2 separate regions of the Sus scrofa genome follow, and region 1 is linked to region 2. Evidence: chromatin contacts called from public HiChIP or PLAC-seq data. All regions are on one chromosome and are shown on one strand. The core of a region is the stretch at or near the end of the contact, and the rest is flanking DNA. Distances in the headings are between cores, read along the strand shown. Region 1 overlaps PPP2R2A (protein phosphatase 2 regulatory subunit Balpha). Region 2 has its middle 83 kb from the start of EBF2.

The links. HiChIP or PLAC-seq counts read pairs in DNA pulled down with a chosen protein or histone mark.
Region 1: an H3K27ac HiChIP or PLAC-seq map of alveolar macrophages shows a contact between it and region 2. The contact joins two enhancer-like sites. A contact is called at or near these places in 2 of 47 Hi-C or Micro-C datasets (embryonic fibroblasts and liver) and 1 of 2 datasets of contacts at active chromatin or transcription factors (alveolar macrophages).

Annotation. Positions count from the first base shown.
Region 1 is chr14:10,202,976-10,208,738 of Sscrofa11.1, forward strand. The region is part of intron 2 of PPP2R2A (protein phosphatase 2 regulatory subunit Balpha); the gene reads left to right. Among named protein-coding and RNA genes, the nearest start is that of PPP2R2A, 10 kb to the left of the region's middle. Within about 2 kb of position 2,771, at least 1 of the 83 cell types and tissues checked has an H3K27ac peak or open chromatin away from gene starts, as enhancers often do. A contact at or near this core is called in alveolar macrophages, where this site is marked.
Region 2 is chr14:10,107,751-10,114,289 of Sscrofa11.1, forward strand. No RefSeq gene overlaps it. Among named protein-coding and RNA genes, the nearest start is that of EBF2, 83 kb to the left of the region's middle. Within about 2 kb of position 3,896, at least 20 of the 83 cell types and tissues checked have an H3K27ac peak or open chromatin away from gene starts, as enhancers often do. A contact at or near this core is called in alveolar macrophages, where this site is marked.

The sequences.
Region 1 (5,763 bases), core at 1,521-4,020, 94 kb after region 2:
TGACCTGGTTCTTGGGAAAAAAAATTGCAGTGGAAGAGTCTAAATACTCCCCAAATAAGGACATAAATAAATTTTAAGAGACAAATAACCTTTGTGGTATCACATAAAATTTGATAGTTTAACATCCATTCATTATGTCTAATGCTACAATATAAACAATATAAGAATATTTGTGTTTTGTGTTTCTTAGAGCATTATGCATGTTATGTTGGATTTAGACAGAAGGGTCAATTAATAGGAAAAAAATGGTAGGACCTCCATTTTTTGCACATTTCAGAATATCGGCACATCAGCTGTACTCCAAAACCCAATGACTCATAGCAAAAGTTTTACTTAACATTCATACCTTGTATCACATGTGACACTCCTTTCTCTTAACACTAGCACTACTGCTAACAGAAATCTGGTACTGTTTCAGTATAATCACTTAAAGTAGCGTAACTTTGCCCATTAAATAACATGGATGAGCGTACTTATCTAGTATTAGGCAGTATCCTTGTTTTCTTTTAAGATACTAAAATGTTTTCTTACTCCTTTATTGGTTAAAAAAAATTACAAGAGATGATGGCTTTGAAAGAGCATTTAGCTCACATTTTGTCTCGGGTTATTAAAATAAACCAAAAATTAAACCTGGATGTTTCTTAATACTCTCCTTCAGTGAACTGAATTTTTAAATTCTTGAAAATTGTGGAATAAGCAGAATGATGAGACTGAAGCAAATAGTTTATTATTAGATCAGTGAAAAGATTCCCATGTATTAATGTATTTATACATCTGTATTTGCCTAGTTTAGTTGAGTGTAAGAAGAAAGGTAAACTTTATTTTGAGCTTCTTATCCTGTTAAAGAGGAAAATTGAAGGGTTGGAGATAGATGTTTTAGTTAGCATCCTCAACTGTAATCTCTTTTTCCCTTCTCTTAGGTGACAATGGAAATTAAAATTAAATAATCAAAAAGTCTTCAAGTTGCTTCCTTGGTAGAAGGAAAGAGAAGTATAAGTCTAGTTAGTAATACGTAAATTAGTTTTCTTAACTGTGTGCCAGGTACTGTTTTAGGTGATTTATATATATCAATTTATAAAGCTATGAAATAAGCAGATGCAGTTGTTTTTACATGTAGATAGGAAACTGGGCTAGAAAGGTTAATTTACTATGTATCCATGAGCGGATAGGGCAGCCGGGATTCTTAACCTCAAACTTTTAAGTTTCTTTAGTTTAATTTTATTTACTTAAAAATTTGAGCTACTTCTTTTTTTATCCTTTACTTTTTAATTAAATTTTTTCATTAAATTTTTTTGTTTGTTTCGTTTTTTAAAATTTTTGTTTGAGCTACCATGGCATGTGGATGTTCCCAGGCCAGCTGTCGAACCCTTGCTGCAGAAATGACCGGAGCCACTGCATTGACAGTGCCAGATCCTTAACCCACTGTGCCACAGGGGAACTCCTGAGCTTCTTTTGGTTTATGTGAAAGTGTTTGAGGTTGTTGGAATGTGACTTGTTTAGAGTTTGTAAAGCCTAGTAGACTGATGTTTCAAAGTAATTAAATCCAACATGGATATTTACTGAATTTTCTGCTAATGGAATTTTCTTAAGCTAGGGTGTGCAATACAGGATTTTTGAACCTTCTGAAGTTGTGTGTACAGTTGTACATGTGTGCATTTTTCTGGTCAGAGGGGGTCTGTAACAGTTGTCAGAACAGTGGTCATTTATTCCATTTTGAAGTGTGGTCTGGCAACCCCTCAAATCTTTCAAAAGGTTTCTGAAGTTGAAACTATTTCCATAATAATGCGAAGACAATATTTACTTTTTTCGCTTTGTTGACATTTACACCAATGGTACAAAAGCAATGGTGGGTAGTAGACCTACTGGCATCTTAGTGTGTATCAAGGCCTTGGCACGAAATGGTACAGTAGTCATGATAATCTTAATTGCCATGCACCAGCAGTTTTGAAAATGCCAGTTTTACTTAAGAATGTCTTTGATGAAGTAGTAAAAATTAATTTTATCAAGTCTCTACTCTTGAAATTCTTGACTCTTGAGCACATGCGTGTTGAACATTCTGTGTGACAGGATGGAAAGTATCCCTCAGGCACTTCTGTTACAGACCAGACAGAGCACAGTGGTTTTTCTGGGGGAAAAGTATTGCTGTAGTTATGTGAGTTTCAAGCTGAACTAGCTGGTCTTTTCATGGAACATTATTTTTATTAGAAAGAGCTCCTGACAGACTACTCAGACTTGGGTATTTGGCAGACATTTTCTCAAAAGAACAGTGAATCTGTTGCTTCAATAGACAGTCATTTGTTGTCCATGATAAAATTTGAGTTTCAAGCAAAAATTAAAATTCTGGAAAACATATATCTACCATCCTGAGTTTGATAGGATACTTCTGAATACTTAAAGATTTTTCAGATGAGATCGGTAGTAATATTAATGACCGATTTTTGATATTGTTTAATGAAATGTGTCAGTGTTTGGAAGATCTGCCTAATTGAATCCGTATTTTACAAGTGGACAATGCTTGTGATGTTAAAAAATTATGCACAAGTGCAAGACAAAGCATTAGATTTTAATATAACAGACAAGTGGTATAGTTTCAGATTCCACACACTTTTAAGAAACTATGGTGTGTTGAGTTTTGGTACAGTATCAAAGGATTATCTGTAACTACCTGAGAAGCCTGTTAAACTTTTCTTCCCTGTGCAACTATATATCTGAGTAAGTCTAGATTTCCTCATATATTTAACCTATACGTCATAGTGTAGTATGTTGAAATAGAAGCAAGTAAGACAATCTAGCCTTCTTCTGTTAAGCCAGACATCAAAAGAGATTTGTAACAATGTAAAACAATGCCATTTTTCTCAGTTTTTTTGGGGGGGTGATGTTTTTCTTCTTTTTGCAACTTATTTGTAATGTTGTAGGGCTGGTTATTACATTTTTAAATGGATAAATATTTTAAAATTTAAAAGTCTTTCTTTGGGGGTCTTCAGACTTTAGTAGTGTAAGGAGATCTTGTCATCCAGAAATATCTGACTGCTGTGAGTTTAGTCTGTTAATTTCATTGCACTGTTGCTTTAAAAGAGTCTCATGAGGTGATCAGAAAGAATCATACAGTGCTGCTTTTGTGCATGGATATTTAAAGTTTTCCTATAAAAGCTTTTCTATGACTTCATATTGTTTCAGCCTACTCCCTTGCTGTTCTTTAGATACTAAATTAAATCTGCCTTAAGGTTTTTTGGGTTTTTTTTTTTTCTATCTTTTTAGGGCTGCACCCGTGTATGGCACATGGAGGTTCCCAGGCTAGGGATCAAATCGGAGCTGTGCTGCCAGCCTATACAACAGCCACAGAAATGTGGGATCTGAGCCAGTCTGTGACCTACACCACACAACTCATGGCAATGCTGGATCCTTAGCCCACTAAATGAGGCCAGGGATGGAACCTGCTGAGCCACAACGGGAATTTCTGCCTTAAGTTTTTTAGGGCTTTTCTCACAATCTCTGCCGAGATCCAGCTATCATTAATACTTAATATAAGGTTACTAAATTCCTTAAAACCTAGTCTAGTGCCGTTTCTCGGTTGGCTGTCTGGTTATTAGAAAGGAGTTTATGCCCTTGACATTGTGTTTTATTTTGAAACCCAGCATGTATCAGTATGATGTGTTTTTTTTCTTGTAAGTAAGGCATCCAGTTGGCATGGTAATTAGTTCTCAACTCTTTTAACTACTAAAGGGAGGCTGGGGAGAAAGAACAGTGTTTTCTTTAAAGTCTACTTTTAAAAATGCAACATAATTCTATTTTAAAATAGTTGCTGAGTTTCCTCTTCTAAGAATGCAATATCAACTATTGCTTAATATTTTTGTGGCATTTTTCTATCCTTTTAAAAAAATTGTCAAAGTATGTAGGGCTTTTAAAACTAGCTTTAACAACTTTCCATCCACGTTTAAATACTGAATTTATTAACAAAGCAAGAGCTAGCTTTTTTATTAATACAGGTACTTTTAGTTAATGTTAGCTGTGGTTGATTAAAATGTCATCTAGATCTTTGCCTGTGGCATATGTGGAATCCTTGGCAATTCATTATTGAATAGTTTTGTGTGCTACTGCACCAGGGGTCAGTCTTATAATTTTACTTTCTGTAGGTTGTTGACTTTCTCTCCGAATGTTCAAATATCGACTGAAATTTTTTCTTCTGTAGTCCTTGAATGATTTCTTTTATAAAGTTTAAGGGGGTTCATGGACAAATGAAATGACCCTTCTTAAGAATCTCTGTGTTAATTTGGAGTTCCCTTGTGGCACAGTGGGTTAAGGCTCTGGTGGTGTCACTGCAGTGGCTCATGTTGCTGCTGTGGCACAGTTTGATCCCTGGCCTGGGAGCTTCTGCATGTGGGTGTGGCCAAGAAAAAAAATTTTAATTTTAAATTTTGCCTGTAGTTATATATGCCTAGATGTTTAATTTGGAAGAATCAAGGATATTTTGTATGGTAATGATAATTTTTAGACTACTAAAAGGGTATTCTTTATTTTTTTATTATTTTTTTCAAAGGGCTGCACCCTTGGCATTTGGAGGTTCCCAGGCTAGGGGTCTAATCAGAGCTATTGCTGCCAGCCTATACCACAGCCACAGCAACGCCAGATCCAAGCCAGATCTGTGACTTACACCACAGCTCACGGCTGCGCCAGATCCTTAACCCACTGTGAGTGAGGCCAGGGATGGAACCCGCAACCTCATGGTTCCTAGTTGGATTCGTTAACCACTGAGCCATGACCGGAACTCCAAAAGGGTATTCTTTCTTAGCGATCCCTTTAGTGCTTACTGTTCTTGAGGTAAGAGTAGATGAATCTCCTGAGATATTGGACCTGACAGCTTTAGTGTAGTCCCATCTTAATTTTTTTTTTAAATAAAAAAAAAGACCCTGCTGTCTCTTTAACTGTGGGTAAAAATATTAGAGAAATTTATGGGATTTTGAACCAATTGCTTGTTTATATTTCATTCAGAAATCTAAATTCTTCAGTAGCCTCTATTAAGAGAGAAACTAAAGTAGGTAAAAGGGATTGATGAGAAGTTTTTTAAAAAATTATTTGACGATCTGGAACAGTATTACCTTTGAGAACTTGCCATTGTAATTTCAGGTCTGTTCTGTGTGAAAGTGGAAACAGAACCTTTTTGGTGTTAACCCCATGTCTTTTTGTTATTTTTTTCTAACTTACCACAAGGTAAGAGTCTTGTGTGCCTGGAGTAGGTGTGTTTTTAAGATAGCGTAAGAAGAATCTTTAATATTTTCTGTAGCAGATTAGGAAGGTTCTGTTTCAAGAAAACAAGCTATTATAGGCCATCAGTAATTCTTGTCAAATTCCTTATCTAGGGATGCAGCATTAAAAATGGTTAAGAATTACTGGTAGAGAAGGGATTGCTCCAAGCCTTTTTTTTTTTTTTTTCCCCTTGAGAGAGAGAATTGTTTTCTTCTAGCACTTCAAGTTCACTTAAAGTTCATGTATTTTTTTTTAACCCGCTGAGCACGAGGGAACTCCTTCCCAATCATCTTTTGGTGGACACCTAGGTTGTTTCCACCTCTCAACTATTGTGCTTTCCCAGCGTTTTTATGTGTAGTTCTGTTGGAAAGGCCATCGAAGTACTTTTTGTTTTTTATTGGTTTTTTTTTTTTTTTTTTCTTTTTAGGGCTGCACCCGTGGCATATGGAAGTTCCTAGGTTGGGGTGAATCAGAGCTGTAGCTGTGGGCCTGCACCACAGCCACAGCAACACCAGATCC
Region 2 (6,539 bases), core at 2,646-5,145:
TTGCTAAATGAAGACAGGACAAGACAGTAGTATGTCTTATCTAAAAGGAAGCTTGATCATTGTACAACTATAAATGTAATAAAATTCATTGAGTAATAAAAAATGAAAATAAATAAATGACAGGAAGCTTGTCAGAAAGATGGCTCTCGAGTCCTCTATTATGTATCAGAACTGGTCCAGCCCACCTGTCCTGCAGGCCCTTCATTCCCCAGGAGAAAGACCATCAAAGCCCTTTACTTAGAAGCCTGCAAGGTAATGTTTAATGGCTTATTTCCCCAAGCTATTAAAATGTGTTCTCAGCGATTCTCCCTCTCTCCTTTTTTTTTGCCCCCAGGGATTCTTATTCAGTCAAAGTGGTCACATTTAGCACACCATCAGCCTAAAACCATTATTTTTCAACACAACTGTCAAAATCCAAACCCTGCACAGATTAAGAAGGTGAATTTATTGCAAGACTTTTGACTTGCAATTTGGGAAACTTGGGGCTACACAAGTGATGAGTTTCTGGTCACAGGCTATAGGATTTAAATATAGAAATTATTTGGCTTTAGCAGTGGATAGGTTGCCTGGTGGTTTTCTTTCTTACTGGGATCAAGGTAGCTAAGTCAGGGGAAAAGGTAAATTCAGAGATGGCATGAGCAGACTTGGCATTTGGGGATGGGCTGGTGTCCTCTGCTGATTTCTGAGAAGAGCTGTAACTTCCAATAAGGTTAAGTTTCCTTCATGCACCTGCATTGACCACCTCCATTTTGTCCCTGACATAAGGGACTCCATTTTAGTTTGTTCTTCACTGCTTGCAACATAGAACTTGACTCTGGATGCTTCTAAAGGAGAAATCCTGCTCAATCATCAAAAGAAGGTTCTGTGTGGTTATACTATAAAATAAACTTCCATGAGTCTTATCTCTTTAAAAATAAAAAAACAAGGAGTTCCCTGGTGACTCAGAAGGTTAAGGACCTGGTATTGCCACTGCTGTGGCTTGGGTCACTGCTATGGTTCGGGTTGGATCCCTGGCCCAGGAACTTCTGCATGCTGTGGGCAGGGCCAAAAAAAAAAAAAAAATCAAGGGGATATCATTAAATAGCCTGTTTCTGTTATAAAGCCAACTATGTCATCCCCCAGTCACAGCAGGTAGTGGCCCGTTTGTCCCTCTGTGCTGCCAAATGCCACTGCTCTTTTCACTAGGCTCTAGATGGGGCTGGAGCAAGTGGAATGAACACCCAGTTTTGAAAGAAGCATTTTCTGTTCATAATCATGGGCCATTTCTCTGTTTTATCTGAAACTTTTATCTTTGCAGAGTATCCATTAACCAGATTTATTTAATTTCTACTTTTTCTGAGACTTTTGAAGACATTCACGGACGTGACCGTTCCATTTGTTTGGGTCTCACTCTTTCTAACTCTTTCATTTGCTGGTGTGTTATGTCCTTAGTGAGGCAGTAAACAACCTAAGGAAGAGTCAACATGAAACCCTAGGCGCCTGATCCTTTCTATCACACGCACGATTCCACAGGTGAAAGTCTCCTTACCCCTGGGGAACTGGCAATTTTTTAAATAATTTCATAATACATTAAACATGTATTATGGATGAATTAAACATGTCAGTTACTCCTAGGGTCTGATAAGCCTGTATTTGAATACTTGACATCTGCTGGCATGCTTTCATCCACAAATAACAGAAACCCTAAGTCAAACCCGTAGAAAATATGTATGTGTCTTTTCTCATGACAAGGAATCCAGTGGCAGGGTGGCTTCAGGTGGCTGGCTAATAAAGTGGCTCAAGAATATTAGCAGTAATCCAAGTTCTCACCATCTGCCTGCCCTACCCAACTTCCAGGCATTGCATCCAGGCACAATGGCCGGTGGAAGAAGACTATTCATTTCTTCGAGCCTAGTTTTCTTTGTTTGTAAAATGGTCTTATCATCTGTATGTACTTTACAGAGCTATTGTAACAATTAAACAAGATAAAATACTTGATGCCCTAAGCAGAGTACTTGGCTCAATACGCTCAATATGTGAAGATTGAATGGGGCCTGATTAGAGTCTCTCAGGGGATAGGATTCTAGGGAATAAGGATGTGAGGCCCAGATTTAAAATCTACCTGGCGTTACAGGACAAAACTTTCATTTGAAAAGATACATGCACCCCATGTTCCTTTCAGCACTAGTCACAATAGCCAAGACATGGAAACGACCTAAGTGTCCATCAATAGATGAATGGATTAAGAAGATGTAGTACATATACACAATGGAATACTACTCAGCCATAATAAAGAACAAAATAATGCCATTTGCAGCAACATGGATGCTATTAGAGATTCTCATATTAAGTGAGGTAAGTCAGAAAGAGAAAGAGGAATACCATATCATATTACTTATATGTGGAATCTAAAATATGGCACAAATCGGAGTTCCCGTTGTGGCGCAGGGGTTAACGAATCCGACTAGAAACCAGGAGGTTGCAGGTTCAATCCCTGGCCTTGCTCAGTGGGTTAAGGATCTGGCGTTGCTGTGAACTGTGGTGTAGGTCACAGATGCAGCTCGGATCTGGCGTTGCTGTGGCTATGGTGTAGGCAGGCGACTACAGCTCCAATTCGACCCCTAGCCTGGGAACCTCCATATGCCTCGGGAGCGGCCCTAGAAAAGGCAAAAAGACAGAAAAATAAAATAAAATAAAGCACAGATGAACATATCTACAGAACAGAAACAGAATCACAGACATGAAGGACAGACTTGCAGTTGCCAAAGGAGCGGGGGAGGAGGTGGGATGGACTGGGAGTTTGGGATTAGTAGATGCAAACTATTACAGTTAGAATGGGTAAACAATAAGGTCCTGGAGTTCCTGTTGTGGTGCAGCAGGAATGTATCCAACTAATATCCATGAGGATGTGGGTTCGATCCCTGGCCTTGCTCAGCGGATCAGGTATCGGCCAATGCCATGAGCTGTGGTGTAGGTTGCAGATGAGGCTCAGATCCAGTGTTGCTGTGGCTGCAGTGTGGGCTGGTAGCTGTAGCTCCGAATCAACCCCTAGCCTGAGAACTTCCATGTGCCAAGGACGTGGCCCTGAAAAGCAAAAAAACACAATAAGGTCTACTGTACAGCACAGGGAACTATATCCAGTCTCTTGGGATAGAACATAATAGAATATGAGAAAAAGAATATACATACATATATATATACATATATATATATGTATAATTGGGTCATTTTGCTGTGCAGAAAAAATTGACAGAACATTGTAAATCAACTGTAATGGAAAATTTAAAAATAAATAAATAAATAAATAAATAAATAAAATCTGGAATTACTGTTTTGGCTCAGCAGTAATGAACCAGACTAGTATCTATGAGGACTTGGGTTCCGTCCCTGGCCCTTCTCACTCAGTGGGTTAAGGATCTGGCATTGCTATGAGCTGTGGTGTAGGTGGCAGACAAGGCTCAGATTCCATGTTGCTGTGGCATAGGCTGGCAGCTGCAGCCCTGATTCAACCCCTAGCCAAGGAACTTCTTCCATATGCTGCGGGTTCGGCCCTAAAAAGACAAAAATATAAATAAAGCAAAATAAAATAAAATCCACCTGGATTTAAAATCCGGCACCACAGCTGACTAGCTGAGTGACCTTGGACAAAATGTTTCTAAGCCTATTTCCACATCTACATCAGGGAGAAAACTCCAGTACCTAGTTTAAAGGATTTGGGCTAAGTTAAAATGACGCATGTAAAACACATAACATTGAGCCTGGGACCTCAGTAAATACAAGCAACTTTTTTTTTATATTTTGACAATCTGCGATAAAGCAAAGAGAACCAGAGCTTGCTGAAGTAAGTTAAGTACTGAGCACTAAAGAGGCCTTTGGAAGGGAGTCTCAGCAGCCAAAACAAAATGCAGAGGCTTTGTTGAGATGGGAGATAATGTTAGCTAGATAAAATTGGTAAAGTGAGACCTGATTTTTAGTGTGTCTTCAACCCGCCCAAGGAAAGATCAAGCCCCTGTTATGGTAATGAGTGGGGAGTCCTCCGCAGCAATCTGTCCAGGCCCTGGAACGGGATCGGACTCCATCACATGGCCAGGCGGGTCCCACAGGAGGGAAGGGCAGGGCACGAAGTTGACTTGCCTCCCGAGCTCTGTAGGTGGCAGTGCGCGTGCAGCGATGAGGCGGGAGGAGGGTGTGGCCACCCCGGCTCCTCGCCGGGACGGAGACTGGTCTACACCCGGACCTGGAAAAACGGATCCCTACAACAATTCCAGATGCCTCCAGCCGCCCATCCAAAGGCCTCCCCTTCTCCTTCGGTCAGCCTGCTGCACTGGAAACAAAACTCAGATTTCTAGGGGCTTGATTGCAATTTAAAAAAATAAATACAGCGTGGAGAAACCTCCCCTGAGTTTGTAAAACACTCTTGCTCTCCAAAAGGATTCTTAGATTGTATTTTACTTTCAGTGATTCCAAGATCAACCTTTGGTCCAGAGAAAAGCGCTCTGCCGCTGAGAGATTTAAAAGGAAAGGTTACATGGCTTTTAAGGACTCCAGGTCAGGCTAATTCTTTCTCATTGGCATTCAAGCGGAAGTCACTGTTTGCTCACCCCACCCCCGACTCCAACACGATGACTTTAGGCTTCATGGTGACTTATATCGTCAGGGCACTCCATGAATTATCTCCTGGCACCTATGATATGCGGTTATTTCAGCAGCTGAGCAAGAGAGCTTCCGTCATGGCGTAGGGGAAGTGAATCTGACCAGGAACCATGAGGTTGAGGGTTTGATCCCTGGCTTCACCCAATGGCTAAACATCTGGCATTGATGTGAACTGTATCTTCTATTGGACCCCTAGCCTGGGAACCTCCATATGCCACGGGTGTGGTCCTAAAAAACAAAACAAAAAACAAAAGGCAGAGTGTCCTGGTCCTTCCACAAAACTAGGCTGTTGGCTAGTCTTGAGCATGGAGCATAGACTGTATAGTCCTGGGGTTCAAATTCCTTCTCTACCTTTTAGGAGAGTAAATGCTGAGCTTGGGGTTCTAAACTGAGCTGTAGCTGCCAGCCTACACCACAGCCACAGCAACACCAGATCTGAGCCGCATCTGCAATCTACACCCAGCTTGAGGCAATGCCGGATCTTTTAACCCACTGAGCGATGCCAGGGATTGCACCCACATCCTCGTGGATACTCGTTGTCAAGTTCACAACCCGGTGAGCCCCAATGGGAATGCCAGTGCTGAGCTCTTTTGAGTCACAACCTACAACATGGCCCTACCCCAAGGGTATAATAAGATTAGCAGTGCCAGGCCAAGCCTCTGAGAAGCTGAGGCCAAAGAAATAAAATCACTAACACCAATATCCTTATCTTTACTTAAAATCCTGATATTTTCATCTTTTTTTTTTTGCGTCAATTCTTATTTATTTATTTATTTATTTTGCTATTTCTTGGGCCGCTCCCACGGCATATGGAGGTTCCCAGGCTAGGGGTCGAATCAGAGCTGTAGCCACTGGCCTACACCAGAGCCACAGCAACGTGGGATCCGAGCCGCGTCTGCAACCTACATCACAGCTCACGGTAACGCCGGATCATTAACCCACTGAGCAAGGGCAGGGACAGAACCCGCAACCTCATGGTTCCTAGTCGGATTCGTTAACCACAGCGCCACGACGGGAACTCCAATTCTTATTTTTTTAGATATTCCACCAAAATGTGATTTATCTTGACTCCTGAGTTGGGGTGGGGTTTTTGGTATCCTGGTCAATGACCCTGATTTTAAAGCAATGTATGTAAACTTGACAAGCACGCTATAGACTTGCCAAAATATTTGCTGAAGGAAAGCATAGAGCACTGGGGGCGGAGTTTGGGGGCCAGGGGCTATAGGAACACACCATAAGCTGTATTGGACCTGACACAAGTCTCCTGTTTAAAATGCACAGCTTAGGAGTTCCTGTTGTGGCTCAGCAGTAACAACCAGACTAGTATCCATGAGGATGCAGGTTTGATGCCTGGCCCCGCTCAGTGGATTAAGGATCCTGCACTGAGGTGAGCTGTGGTGTAGGTAGCAAATGCCGATTTGATCCTGTGCTGCAGTGGTTGTGGTATAGGCTGGCATCTGCAGCTCCAATTTGATCCCTAGCCTAGGAACTTCCATATACCATGGGTGCAGCCCTAAAATGGCAAAAACAAACAAACAAAAACACACATGCAGCTTTCAGTTAGGTGTTAATTTCCCCATCTTCAGATGAAAACCAAGACTAAGGAATAGAGCATCTGTAGGGAAATAATGCTCCAAGGTGCTCCCCCAGTTTTCAGGCCCAACAGTCATGATGCTTCTGCTCTGAGTCATTTGAATTCTTCCTCCTGCTGCCCCTTTTCTGCAAACCCTTTTGCATCTGAGACGGCAGGCAGCTTGGCAGTGGGGCCGGCAGGCAGCAGCATGATCCTCTGGGTGAGTGCCCTGGGGCAGCCAGGGAACCCTTGCATGGGGTAACCACGAAATGAATGGTCCAGACCCCTCCAGAACCCCATCCTTCAGGCAGGAGACCCTGGTGTGTGGAGTGGT